Linked DNA regions of Mus musculus: region 2 is linked to region 1. Evidence: chromatin contacts called from public Hi-C data. All regions are on one chromosome and are shown on one strand. The core of a region is the stretch at or near the end of the contact, and the rest is flanking DNA. Distances in the headings are between cores, read along the strand shown. Region 1 overlaps Ccdc3 (coiled-coil domain containing 3). Region 2 overlaps Camk1d (calcium/calmodulin-dependent protein kinase ID).

Region 1 (6,381 bases), core at 2,355-4,854:
TCATCTCCAGGTTCCCACCCCCCTGCCCTCACCAGCCCAGACTCTGCCTGGGCAGGTATATTCTGGAGTGCTAGGCAGCCCTACCTCTACCTGGCAGACATTAAATTAGCCTTATGCGATTCAGAAGTCTAGGAAAGGGGATTTTCAAAAGTGGAAAGAAATCCACCAGCCCAGTCCAGCCCGCTGATTTTCCAACTAGAGGAGAGGAAAATGGATCAACAAGAAGACAATCTTCCTACGGTCTCAGAACTTGCAAACTCCCCCTCCCACAGATGGGCAAAGCTTGCAGAACTGACTCTCACTAGCCTAGTGTCTGCTAGCCAGAAATCAAGTGGACAAAGTCCCGCCAGCCGTTTTTCTCATCTTACCAGCGCTTCTCACATATTACCACAGAAGCTTGCCACAGGAACATATACGGTATGCAGTTAACTAGTCGTTCTTACCAGAAGGGCTCAATGCATCCCGCTTTACCATCCCTCTCAGCTACGTTACCAAGAACAAGTTAGCCCACTCCCAATCTATAGGAGTGAGGTCTAGCTTCAATGGGTTGGAGCTAGCCAGGCTAAGAACCAGGTCACAGCTCAGGCCCCAAAGGTGTCTTCCACCGTGCATCACACTCTCTTCAGAACAGGAATGGCTAACCCCAGCATAGTTAGTTACATTTGTGTGTTTTGCCTCTGACTTCTGTGAGTCCTTGTATCAGAACCAGCTACATGGACAATGTCAGTTTGTCCTGCTAGCAGCTGGAGCACAGAACAACAGCCCAGATAAAGCCAGGAAGCGACCTCCGAGCCTCAGGGAATCTGGCTTCTGCAGTGCTGGCCTTGGAGCAGCCGGACAGGGAGTGGGTGGGGGTAGCAGCAGACACAGGCAAAGCCTGCCTGTGGGCAGATAACCATAAGAACAGCTCGGCAGGATTCAGTATTCACTCACACATTCACAGAGCATTTACTGAGCACATGGGAAACAAGCCACAGGGGTCAGGCCTGGCAAGATGGCTCTGCAGGTAAAGGACCTGACTTTGATTCAGAACCCACACGGTGGGAGAAAAAAACTGAGTCATACAAATTGTCCTAATTTCCAGATACATGCTGTGGCTTGCACATGTGCACATGCATGTACACACACACACACACACACACACACACACACACACACACACACTAAATATAATAAAATCTTTTACAAAGAGCACTGGAGTCAGAGGAGGGAGTGGGCTAGCAAAGGAGGTGCTGATATGGGGAATGGGATGGTCCAGAATTCTAAGACACACTCTGCCCTAAGAGGAGACTTATCAAACCAAAACTCCACAGTCACAAGGGCCAACATCTTGTGGGGTGTGCTCTCTTCATCTGGTCCCTGGGCTGCTTTCATCCATAGCATCACCACACAAACAGATAAAAACAGACACATGGGCCGTACATAGTGCTGTCTGTATACAAATAATTCAACCCTTGCTGAAAAGAAGACCAGAGAAGAGGGGATGAATCCTGAACCAGTGGAAGACAGAAGATGCTTGGAGTAGACGGACTGTTCTGAAAGACACACTAATGGCAGATACAAGCTATTCTGTATTTGCCCACACACAAATGTAACACCAAACATGGACCCTAATGAAAGCCATGGGGCCCGTGTGATAACAGTATCTATAACTGTAGGCTGACAGATCCTTAAAGCCATGTCCCACCCTGCTGGGGGTGTTGACAGTCAGGGAGGCTGCACATATGTGAAGGCAGCAGGTATGTGGGAGTTTCCTGCATCTCTATCCCACTTGCTGTGCTATAAGAAACAAAATCTATTTTTTTCTAGTTTGGTATATGTGTGTGTGTATAGGTGTGCTTACAAGTGTACACAGGTGTGTGCAGACAGTAGGGATCAATGTCTGATCTAATCCCTAGTTGTTCTTCAGTTTTGCTTTATTAGAGAGAGTCTCTCTCTCTCTCTCTCTCTCTCTCTCTCTCTCTCTCTCTCTCTCTCTCTCTCTCTCTCAACCTGAAACTCACTGGTTTGTCTAATTTGGCTGGCCAGTGAAGTTCAGGGATCCTCCTGTCTCCCCCTCCTTCCACAGTCAGTACTTTCCTAAGCTCCTGACTAAACCAACTCCCTGGTGCCAAATCTAATTTTTCCTTTTTTTTCCTTCCCCCAAGACAATGCCTCACATAGCCCAGGCTGGCCTCCAATTGCTACATAGCCTAGGATGACCTTGAACTTCTGGACCTCCCACGTGGCCATCAGTTTATGCAGTTCTGGGAATCAAACCCAGAGCGTCAGTCATGTTAGGCAAGCATTCTGCCAAGTAAGGACCACCCCCAGCCCGCAAACCTAGTCTTTACAAACCACTGCCTCCTCTCAATCATAAAATGATTAAATGGGGTGAGGGCTCTGAGTCACCCACTAGCCCACACTGTCTCTATACCAACGCTCTCCACAGCAGCCATCACCTCATGCTCTGGCCTGGACAAAGACTCTCACACGTCAGCAGAGGGCGCTGCACAGCATGGCAGGCTTCTGAGTGCCCCACCCCATGCCTCCCACCATCAGGGGTTCGGGCTCTGAAGAGGCATCCACTTAGAAGTCCAGACTCTGCCACCATGAGCTCTACCCCACGCTGCAATGGCAGGTAAATGCCCATGGGTCACAAGGCAGGCCCTTTGGGACTCACTAAACCTGAGACCCCCCCTTTCTCCCGTGGGACACTTCCTCGTCTGTGTCTCAATGTCTGTGCTGAACGCTGCATGGACATCTCACCTAGATCTCAAAACTCAGAAAGGGGACCATTCTTGTAGCCCATAGCCAAAGCTAAGGCTCGGTGACACTGAAGGACATAAACGCGCTTGCAGAGTTCATAAGAAACAGAGCTAAGATGCTACCCTAGGTCTGTCCCAGTCCAGATTCTGAGATGCCATCCACCTTCAGTAATTTCGGGACTGTCATTCCTCAGTGCTGCCTCGATGTCCCTGATGCTCACTGATACTGGATACATAAAGCTCCTTATTATTGTTATTTGGTGTGTGTGTGTGTGCGTGTGCATGCAAACATGTGCACAGTGGGGGGATGCACACACCACAACATGTATGCGGTGGTCAGAAGACAACTCTCTTCCATCTCAGTCCGTCAGGTCCATCAAACCAGCCGTCCGTATAGATCTTAAAGGAGGAGGGCAAACCCCCACCCTTAGAATAGGCACTTAGATTGCAGTGTTGGCAACCAGAGCTTCTAAAAGCCTCCGTCATCAGCAGGTCCCTCCAGAAAGTGATGCCCCCACCCCCCAGGCAAGAGAGAAATCCATTTGCTACAGAGATTGTCTCGAGGCTTTAGAAGTGACCTCCACAGAGGGCTTCAATTAATTAGTGTTTCTCATAACAGAATCCAGGCTCCCCTGGGGCCTCTCCAGTAAGATTTCATAAGCAGTATTTTAAACACTGGACCATGTGCTCTGCTGCCTCCATTGGCAGTCTCAATATTTCATCCCAAACAGACACGCGTTAAGTGCCTATTGTTCATCAACAGAATTGGATGTGAGAAGACCAAAGTCTCGCTCATTACCCGCTTCAGATAAATACTCACTGGGGTCATGCCTGGATATGGGCTCCATCTTTTTCTGGAGCCACAGTGCACATGAACAAGCTCAGCCTGGACTTGTGCATGGCGGGGTCTGGATGGTATCAACTGTGTGGTCGAAGGAACCCAATACATCATCTGGACAGAAGTCACTCTCCAGCTCTAAAACGTGTACCTCACTCTCATTTCAGGATGAAAGGCTCAAGGCTTTTAAATTTAAGTATTTGAAAGGAAGGAACGAATTCTTACTGCTGCCCTTTAACACGTACCTTGACTTAATCTACACCACCAGCCGTGTGGCAGAGCCTTGAGGTCCTGTGACAGCAAGGATGAGGTAGTGAAGAAGCAGAAAGAAACTGTAGGGCCTGTTGGAGTTGGGGGGTTAGTCAGTGAAGAGACACCATGACCACAGCAACTCTTACAAAGGAAAGCATTCAGTTGGGGCTGTTGCAGTTTCAGAGGTTTAGTCCACTGTCATCATGGTGGGAAGCATGGCAGTGTGCAGGTGGCCGGGATGCTGGAGGAAGAGCTCGAGAGTTCTACTCAGATCCACAAGCAACAGGCAGAGAGTGACACTGGGCCTGACTTGAGCATTTGGAAGCCTCAAAGCCCATCCCCAGTGACCCACTTTCTCTAACAAGCCCCACCCACTCCAACAAGGCCATGCCTCCTAAGCACCCCCCCCCCATCAAGTAGCACCACTCTCCAATGAGAAGCATTCAAATCTATGAGTCTAAGGGGGCCACTCCCATTCAACCCACCACAGCCCCCAAATATGGGGGGGAGTGAAAAATACTCATGAAGAAAGAAAGAAAAAGAAAGAAAGAAAGAAAGAAAGAAAGAAAGAAAGAAAGAAAGAAAGAAAGAAAGAAAGAAAGAAAAAGAAAGAAGGGAGGGAGGGAGGGAGGGAGGGAGGGAGGGAGGAAGGAAGGAAGGAAGGAAGGAAGGAAGGAAGGAGCACACAAGCCAGGGTGGGCAGAAAGCAAGCAAGCTGAGAGCTGGGGCAAGCAACCTGGGGTCTCTGTGGAGGGAATAATGAGTGGAGGAATGGAGGAAGGAAGAAAAGAAGGAAGGAAGGAGGGAGGGAAGGAGGAAGAAAGGAAGAGAGAGAAGGAGGGAGAAGAAGAAGGGAGGGAGAGAAAATGATGGAGGGAGGAAAGGAGAAAGAGAGGAAGAGAGGGAGGAAGGAAAAAGGGAAGAGGGGAGAGAAGAGGAAGGGAATCTAGAAACCACAGGCACTTGATCTCTGGTAAGCCAAGTACTGAGGACTACAACCATGTCCCCATGTCCCTGAAAACTAGAAAGCTGTCCTTCTCTCAGAGCCTCTTTCCAGCCCTGGGGCCAGGACACAGAAGGAAGGACTTTCCCTGAGATACAGAACCAACTGGAGCACATCTACAGCTCACCATCTACAGCTCACCATCTACAGCTCACATCTACAGCTCACATCTACAGCTCACATCTACAGCTCACATCTACAGCTCACATCTACAGCTCACATCTACAGCTCACATCTACAGCTCACATCTACAGCTCACATCTACAGCTCACATCATCTACAGCTCACATCTACATCTCTGTCGCATCCTTTACAGCTCCAGGGGTATTTCAGATCAGAGCAATTTCAGTTTCATTTCTCTTGTTCTGTGCATGTAGACATGCACGTGCTTGTGTGTGTGTGTGTGTGTGTGTGTGCGTGTGCGTGTGCGTGTGCGTGTGCGTGTGCGTGTGTGTGTGTGTGTAGGCTATCCTCACTCACATGCTACACCCCTTGTTTGTTTTAGGCAAGGTCTCTCAATGAGCTTGTAGGCTGAGCTAGCTGGCCAGGGAGCCCCAGGGACTCACCGTGCAGCCTCAGCAATTGGCTTACCAGCATGTAGCACTATAACTTCCCTTCTCTTATGTGGTTCCTGGAGTTCAAACTCTGATCTGCCAGCTTGTGAGGCAAGTGCTTTACCTACTGAGCCATCTTGCCAGTAACTTTCAGCAGGACTATTTTACTCAACTACAAAGCTATGTGCAAAACCAAACAAACAAACAACAACCACCCAACTGTACACTTTTGAAACCCCGTGTCAGTGTCTGGATATAAAGTCGATACAGATAGGCTGGGCTGCAGAGATGGCTCAGAGTTTAAAGAGCACTGACTGCTCTTCCAGAGGTCCTGAGTTCAATTCCCAGCAACCACATGGTGGCTCACAACCATCTGAAATGGGATCCAATGCCCTCTTCTGGTGTGTCTGAAGAGAGTGATAGTGTACTCACATACATAAACTACAGACAGGCCCCATGCTAGCAGGTAGGGCTATGGGATAAGCCGTTGTCTTGCAGCCCTACTTTCTGACTTCCCTGACCTTTTTGTCTCTCTCTTCACAGCTTCCTGAGATGTTGCACTTCAGGGTTGGATTAGACAGTTTTCTGTCCCTGGCAGTCTGCATCCCACATCTGTGCAAAATTAACAGACTGGCCTCAAGAGTCCCAGGTCACCTCTGGGGGACCCTGAACGTTCCTGCCAACAGCATCTAGGCTTTGCTTAGCCCACCCACCCCCCAGGAGGGATGCATGATTCTGCCGGGTGTCACGGCTGAGATGAGATACAGCCTCTGAAGCCGGGCAGCATCCCAGAGAGTCTGGGCAGCCAGAGCCAAGACTGCCTAGGGGGACAGCAGGAAATCTCCCTGAGCACCAGGTTCACAGGCAGCATTTGTAAGCACTGAGATCCAGCAGCCTCAGAAATGTCCCTGCAGGCCTATGATAAAGGCAATGTATGCTGGGAAAGCTGAACGCTGAAACTAACCCCTGGGTAAGGGTGGCTCAGAG
Region 2 (6,381 bases), core at 1,547-4,046, 240 kb before region 1:
AGCTACGATAGATACACAGCGGCCATGGTGCAGACCCGTGAAGGCCCCGTGCATCTGCTTCAGTCTCCGAGTGGTTATGAGACTTGCCCGGTTGATTTAGAGGGCTTGTTCTCCCGTGTCCTCCATGTCCTCTGGTCCTTACTACCTCTTCTTTCATGGGTTTCCCTGAGCTCTGTGGGGAGGAATTTGATGGAAAATCTAGTTTAGAGCGGTGTGTTCCGAGGTCTGTCTCTCTCCCCCCTCCCCCTCCCCCTCCCCCTCCCCCTCCCCCTCCCCCTCCCCCTCCCTCTCCCTTTCCCTCCCTCCCTCTCTCTGTATAATGTCTGGCAATGGGTAGAGACTCATTTGTCCCCATGTGCTGCAGGAGGAAGCGTCTCTAATGATGGCTGAATAAAGCACTGATCTGTGAGAATTTTGTCTTGTTTTGTCTTGTTTTGGTTTAGGTTGTTGGTTTGTTTGTTGATGGCAGGGTTTCTCTCTGTAGCCCAGGCTGTCCTAGAACTCACTTTGTAGACCGGGATATCCTTGAATTCATGTAGCTCGGCCTCCTAATATCTGAGACTGAAGACAACATTATGCCTAGTAGCAATTAAAAAGACATATAGCCCAACTTCATGTCTTAAGGCTGGCACTATCCACAGGGCTACACTCTCCTGCGTCAATGAGCTATTAAGGAAATGTCTCGAAGGCATGGCTCAAGGCCAGTCGGATGTAGGCAACTCTTCATCTGTGGTCCCCGATCCCAGGTGACTCCAGGTTTCTGTCAAGTTGATAGCTGACGCTAACTGTGGCAGTCATGCTACGTTTTCACTAGGAACGCACTGTGATGTTTTCTCATTATAAACATATTTATCAATATTAAAATCAGAATGCAATTAGCTTTAGAAGCACTCCAGTGACAGTACATTTCATCCCTTTCTAATATTACCTGCGGTTTTACCATAGGAGACGAAAATGTCCTCTTCCTAAGAGGAGTCTTTGTATTGGGTTCTTAAGTAATTTGAAAAATTACAGTTTGATCTCTATAACATTTACGCCAACTTTTCCGGTGCATTCTTACAGCTGAGTTCCAGTCTAACAGTTAACGACAAAGGAAATAATGGGGAGCCTTTAACTGCTTGTTCTTCACAGTTCCCAGGGAAATCGGTGTAATTAGGCTTTCATGAAGGGACTGGTTTTCCTCATTAAAAAAAGAAATTATGCTCAGGAGCACAGCTAAGGGCTGAGCAAGTTGGAGAGAGAGAGGAGAAACGTTGACAGAGGTTATTGTTGGCACAAAGGAGCACCTCAGACTCAAGGCAACTGTCTGCAGGTTTCCTTTTATTTTGTTAGTTTTTTGATATGGGGGGTCTCACTATTTTATCTGGCCTGGAATTCACTCTGTATTGCAGACTGGCTTGAACTAACAGAGATCCACCTGCCACTACATAGTAAATGCTGGGAGTAAAGGCACGAACCACGATGCCCAGCTTTGTCTCCAGTTTTGAAGTAATTATTTCCTGGTGATTATAACACATGAAGTTTCCTCCGTGAGAAAAAAAATAAAAAGATCTGCCACAGAGGAGAAAATCAACATTTGCAAAAACAGACATTATACTGCAATCAGTAGCAATCCCCAGGCAGAACTGAATGGAAGGGCACATTAAACCAAATTATTTTAATGGGTTTCAGTAGTTGAGGTTTTCTGGAAAAGTCTACTACCAAAATGGAAACATGACCAAGCTCGTGAAACCTGTGTAACCTCTCAGGGGGCCATTGGCTCACATGATTTCAGTTAATTTTTAGTTTTATTCCTATTCAGTTGTCTCCTACTGCATGTGGTACTTGATCTTAAGATCAAGTTCAAAGCAAAACCTTTTACCATTCATAGACTCTTCATTTGGGTTCGTTTTCAGAAATAGGGAAATACTTCCAGTATTCCTCCTGAGGGTACACACTCTTAATCTTGATTAGATTCTGTGTAAACATAGATGTTTGACATTGATACAGCACAGGAAAGCTTCTTTTTTTTTAATTCCCAGTAAATGGTGTTTGAGTTTTCATACAACACAAGAATGGGGTGTGTGTGTGTGTGGTGTTTGTGTATGTGTGTGTGTGTATGCATGAGCATGTGTGTACATGTATATGTGTGTGTATGTGTGTGTGTACATGTGTCTCTGTGTGTGTATGTGTGTATGTGTGTGTGTGCATGTGTCTCTGTGTGTGTATGTGTGTGTGTTTGTGTGTGTATGTATGTGTGTGTTTGGTGTGTGTGTGCATGTGTATGTGTGTATTTGTGTATGTGTGTGTCTGTGCACATGTCTGTGTGTGTGTGTCTCTGTGTGTATGTGTGTGTGTGTGAGTATACATATGCAGATATGCATCTGGACTCCACTATGCTAGTACATGTGGAGGCCAGAGTCTGCCTTTGGGACGTCTTTTTCAGTTGGTTCTTCACCTTATTATTTTTTTTCCTTTTTTGAGATATGGTCTCACTGAATTTGGAACTTGCCATTTTGGCTAGACTCAATGGCCAACAAGCCCTTGGGGTCCCCCAGCACTGACTGGGGTTACAGTTACACACCACCATGTCTGGGTTTATTTTGTTGTTGTTGTTTTTGTTTGTTTGTTTTTGTTTTTGTTTTTGCATGGATGCTAAGGATCAAACTCAGGTCTGGTGTCCAGACTCACCACTGCTTTGTCTAATGCCTTTTTGCTGAAGTAAAGGTGCCCATGGGGTACAAAGCTAAGAGAAGGGTTTTAATTAACAGACACTCAAGCCACCAGATGGCTCCCTCTAGTTTTTAAATCTGCACTTAGGGGAGATAGATTGCCTTCCCTGAAAGGCAGCTTGATGGCTGAGTGGGTCTTCTGACTTCAGGCTGAACTGAGCAGTGTTATTGCTTGGCGTGCCACTTCTTTGATTATGAAATGGTGTTTGAGTTTTCATACAACACAAGAATGGTGTGTGTGTGTGTGTGTGTGTGTGTGTGTGTGTGTGTGCATGTGTGTACATGTATATGTGTGTGTATGTGTGTATGTGTGTTTGGTGTGTGATGTAATTAATTGATTAATGATGTAAGAACCTCAGGGCTGTTTCTACTCATGAGTCGTGACTTGATTTCACAGGCTTTCTCATTGTTTTAAAGCTGGAACCACCCATCTCTTGATCCTCCTCTCTTATGCTTCTTTTCTGAACACACAGGACCTTGAGAGTTTCACTGTTAGATCTCACCCTTCCCACGAACACTGAGAACAGACAGAGGAAGTCCCCACTGACTTCATATCATCTCTTCAATTTGCCTTTCTTTTCCCTATCGTCCTCTTGGGCATATTCACATTTGCAAAACACATCAGAGAGATTTGTTTGACTCATCAAAACCAAATAGAGGTACAGTGAAACCACTGTGGGGGGTTGACCCTACAGATTCTCTGACCAGACTGTGTTGAGCACCCTTTGTTTCATAAATGCTTCCCACAAGGTCTCACCATGCATCCCATTACACTACTGAAGAATGGAGGGAGACATTCCCCTGATTTTGCTCTGACCAAAAATGAGCCAACATAAAGGAAGCAAGCTGGATGGAGTTGACCTAAATGATTGTCCTCACTTATTTTAGGGTCATACCTTCTATGTACCATCCTTTTCCCCACACCAAACACTTATAGTCTCCCTCCTCCTCCTCCTCCTCCTCCTCCTCCTCCTCCTCCTCCTCCTCCTCCTCTTGGAACAGGCTTTCTGTTTTCTTGTTTAATTTCTGTTTTAATTTCTGGTGTCAGAGAACAAACCAGGACCACTGAGCTAAATCCCTGACCATCATTTAATTTAATTTAATTTAATTTAATTTAATTTAGGATGGTGTCTTGCTAAGTTGTACAGGCTGGTCTTGAACTTAGGATTCTGTGTCTCAGGCTCTTGAGTAATGGATATCACTGTCATATCTATATGCACCTGAGAGGTCAAACCTACTCCATCGACTTCATCTTAAAAACAGAAAAAACAACCAACCAACCAACCAAACAAACAAACAAACAAAAAAACCTGAAAACTTGACCAGCAGCTAAATCCAAGCTGCACCTAAGTGCCTGCAAGGACCCCATGGCCTGTCCTTGGTCCATACCCCAGAATCACTCCCTAGCTACTTCCTAGCAACAGTTAATCAAACTAGTCTGATTGTTTTAGATGTACTTTCAGACCATTTGTGATTATTCATGGTTTTGTTTCAGAACACCCACCTGTCGGCTTACGATAGTCATTCAGTTAGATGCTTGCCAGGATGGACACCCCCTCACCTGCTCCCATTTCCTATAAAACCTTGTCCCAATGAGAATTCAGGGCTACTTCACCAAACTGTCCTGGAGGTCTGTGGTGAGTAAGTCCAAGCTCAAGTTTATAAGAAAGAGACCCTAATATGATTACATCAGAGTTGGCTCCTGGATGGTCTTTTGGGCTCTTAAAGGAGACACAACACACCCCAGTGAGTGTTTTTATTTAGCAGATTTCTTCTGCAGTTAACCCTAGGGGAACATGGAAACATCTCTGCCAGTTCTCTGTGGACAATAAATGTCTTAATCTAGCTCTTGGGTTCCCATACGCTAGGAAGTACAGCTGAGAGGTTCGAATGGGATATGCCGTAAGGCATGACAGATATCAAGCTTATCATATAGAGAGAGTCATCTCGATTATGGCTCCCAACTCGAAGATATTCTGGTCACTGGGTATGATAGGGAAAGGGCATTACTTTGCAACTCTAACTAGCTCTCGGTGATACAGGTGTTGCTGATCAAAGCTCTTGTCGTCTGTCAGGAGTTGTGTCTTTGGAAATGACTATCAGAGTGGTGCTACGTCAAGCAGTTACCCCTGATCCAAGTGTGGTTTATTCAGATACTCCCTGGTATCCCAGGCTGAACTTCAGGACTCTGCATACTGAGTATAACTCGAACTTCTGATTCCCTTGTCTCTGGAATTATGCATGCACCAATATGCTTGTCTTATATAGTACTGGAATTCAAACCTGAGGCTTTATGAACATTAGTCAAGCACTCTACTTGACTGAACTCCGTCTCTAACCTTGAAAATTGTTTAAAGTGATTTCCACATCCATGTAACATAAGCCAACCTGGTGGCTAGAGCCTATTTCTGAAGACACCACACACTTGGATCCGGGATAGAGAAATGGGGCTAGAAACACTCCGGAAGCTTCCTCCTGTTGGCCACTGCATTCATGGTGGCAGAAGGTGCTGGTAGGTTGCTAAGGCATTCGATTCCTCAGCAGCCCTACCTAGGAGTAGTGTACTGGCTGGCAATGTGAGATGTGCTCATTGATGTAATATTAGCATACTTGCTTGTAGGCAACCCAGTGCTTTCTGATTGGATCTGTTCTTGCGCGCGCTCGACTGGCCAGGAAGAACGATGCTGCAACAGGATCCTTCTGCACACGTTTATTGGGAGAGCTTGATTGTAGAGGCGAAAAGACTTCAAGCCCAGAACTAGTGCTGCTTTTATAGGCCTAGGAGGGGCGTGTCTCACACCCGGATTGGTTATGCACTAAGCCTCATTTGCATGTTCCTCATCTGATTGGCTACTCTCTCTCAGTACCTTACAGAACCTCATTATCATACCTCATTTGCATATCTCACATCTGATTGGTTATACTCTCAGTACCTTACAGAACCTCATTATCATGCCTGGGCCAGGCAGTGTCTTTGCAAAAAACTTTACTGCATATGTACACATTGGTTGTTTGTCCAATCTTATGCATGGTGGCCAGCAGTAGTCAGTGCCACTCAGCAACGGCACATGTGGCTTCCCACAATCTGTGACCCGCTCCACGGGAGGAATAGATACCTGCCACTGTAAACTTGGTCAGAACTTGCACCTACTTTCTTCCTTGGTCAGAGAAGTATCTTTAAGCAGAGGGTGATGGTTAATTCAGAGACTCATGTCCAGTCAAAGTGCTGATAATAAGTAACTGTTAATCCCTCAGCCCTAAATGGAACATCTGTAACTTCCCCTTCAAGACCCAGAGCACGTTATGGATGATGGCTAGCAAGATTATTAGGATTGCTGCCAAATGCCAACTTCTGGATATGGTGGGGCCATTGCACCCATGAAGACACAGCAGTGGACAAGACCTGAAAACACATAAAGGTGGGGGTTGGAGACTGGATTAGTAGTAGAGAGACTTTTGGGGAAGAAGGGAGTTATTGAAATTAGGGTTATGACAGGCTAATAGGGGGTGGATGGTATCAAGATGAATTGTATGTGTATAATACTGAAAGGTTTTCTTTTAATTGCAAGAGGGAAGGCAATCTGACTCATCTGTGGAACTCCTAGCATCAGTGAGAGGAGAGGCAAGTGTTAGGGCATCATGCAGAGCATACTTGTCCAGGTTTCATTTC

The links. Hi-C and Micro-C count contacts between places; a contact is called where the count stands out from the background.
Region 2: a Hi-C map of the N1E-115 cell line shows a contact between it and region 1, with 4 times the contacts expected there. The contact joins two enhancer-like sites. A contact is called at or near these places in 7 of 484 Hi-C or Micro-C datasets (the N1E-115 cell line, Sertoli cells, cerebral cortex and 2 more), 4 of 115 datasets of contacts at active chromatin or transcription factors (embryonic stem cells and fibro-adipogenic progenitors) and 1 of 9 other capture datasets (embryonic stem cells).

Annotation. Positions count from the first base shown.
Region 1 is chr2:5,157,429-5,163,809 of GRCm38.p6, reverse strand. The region is part of intron 2 of Ccdc3 (coiled-coil domain containing 3); the gene reads right to left. Among named protein-coding and RNA genes, the nearest start is that of Ccdc3, 23 kb to the right of the region's middle. Within about 2 kb of position 3,604, at least 8 of the 459 cell types and tissues checked have an H3K27ac peak or open chromatin away from gene starts, as enhancers often do. A contact at or near this core is called in the N1E-115 cell line, where this site is marked.
Region 2 is chr2:5,393,011-5,399,391 of GRCm38.p6, reverse strand. All of the region lies in intron 3 of Camk1d (calcium/calmodulin-dependent protein kinase ID), which reads left to right. Among named protein-coding and RNA genes, the nearest start is that of Gm36906, 81 kb to the right of the region's middle. Within about 2 kb of position 2,796, at least 6 of the 459 cell types and tissues checked have an H3K27ac peak or open chromatin away from gene starts, as enhancers often do. A contact at or near this core is called in the N1E-115 cell line, where this site is marked.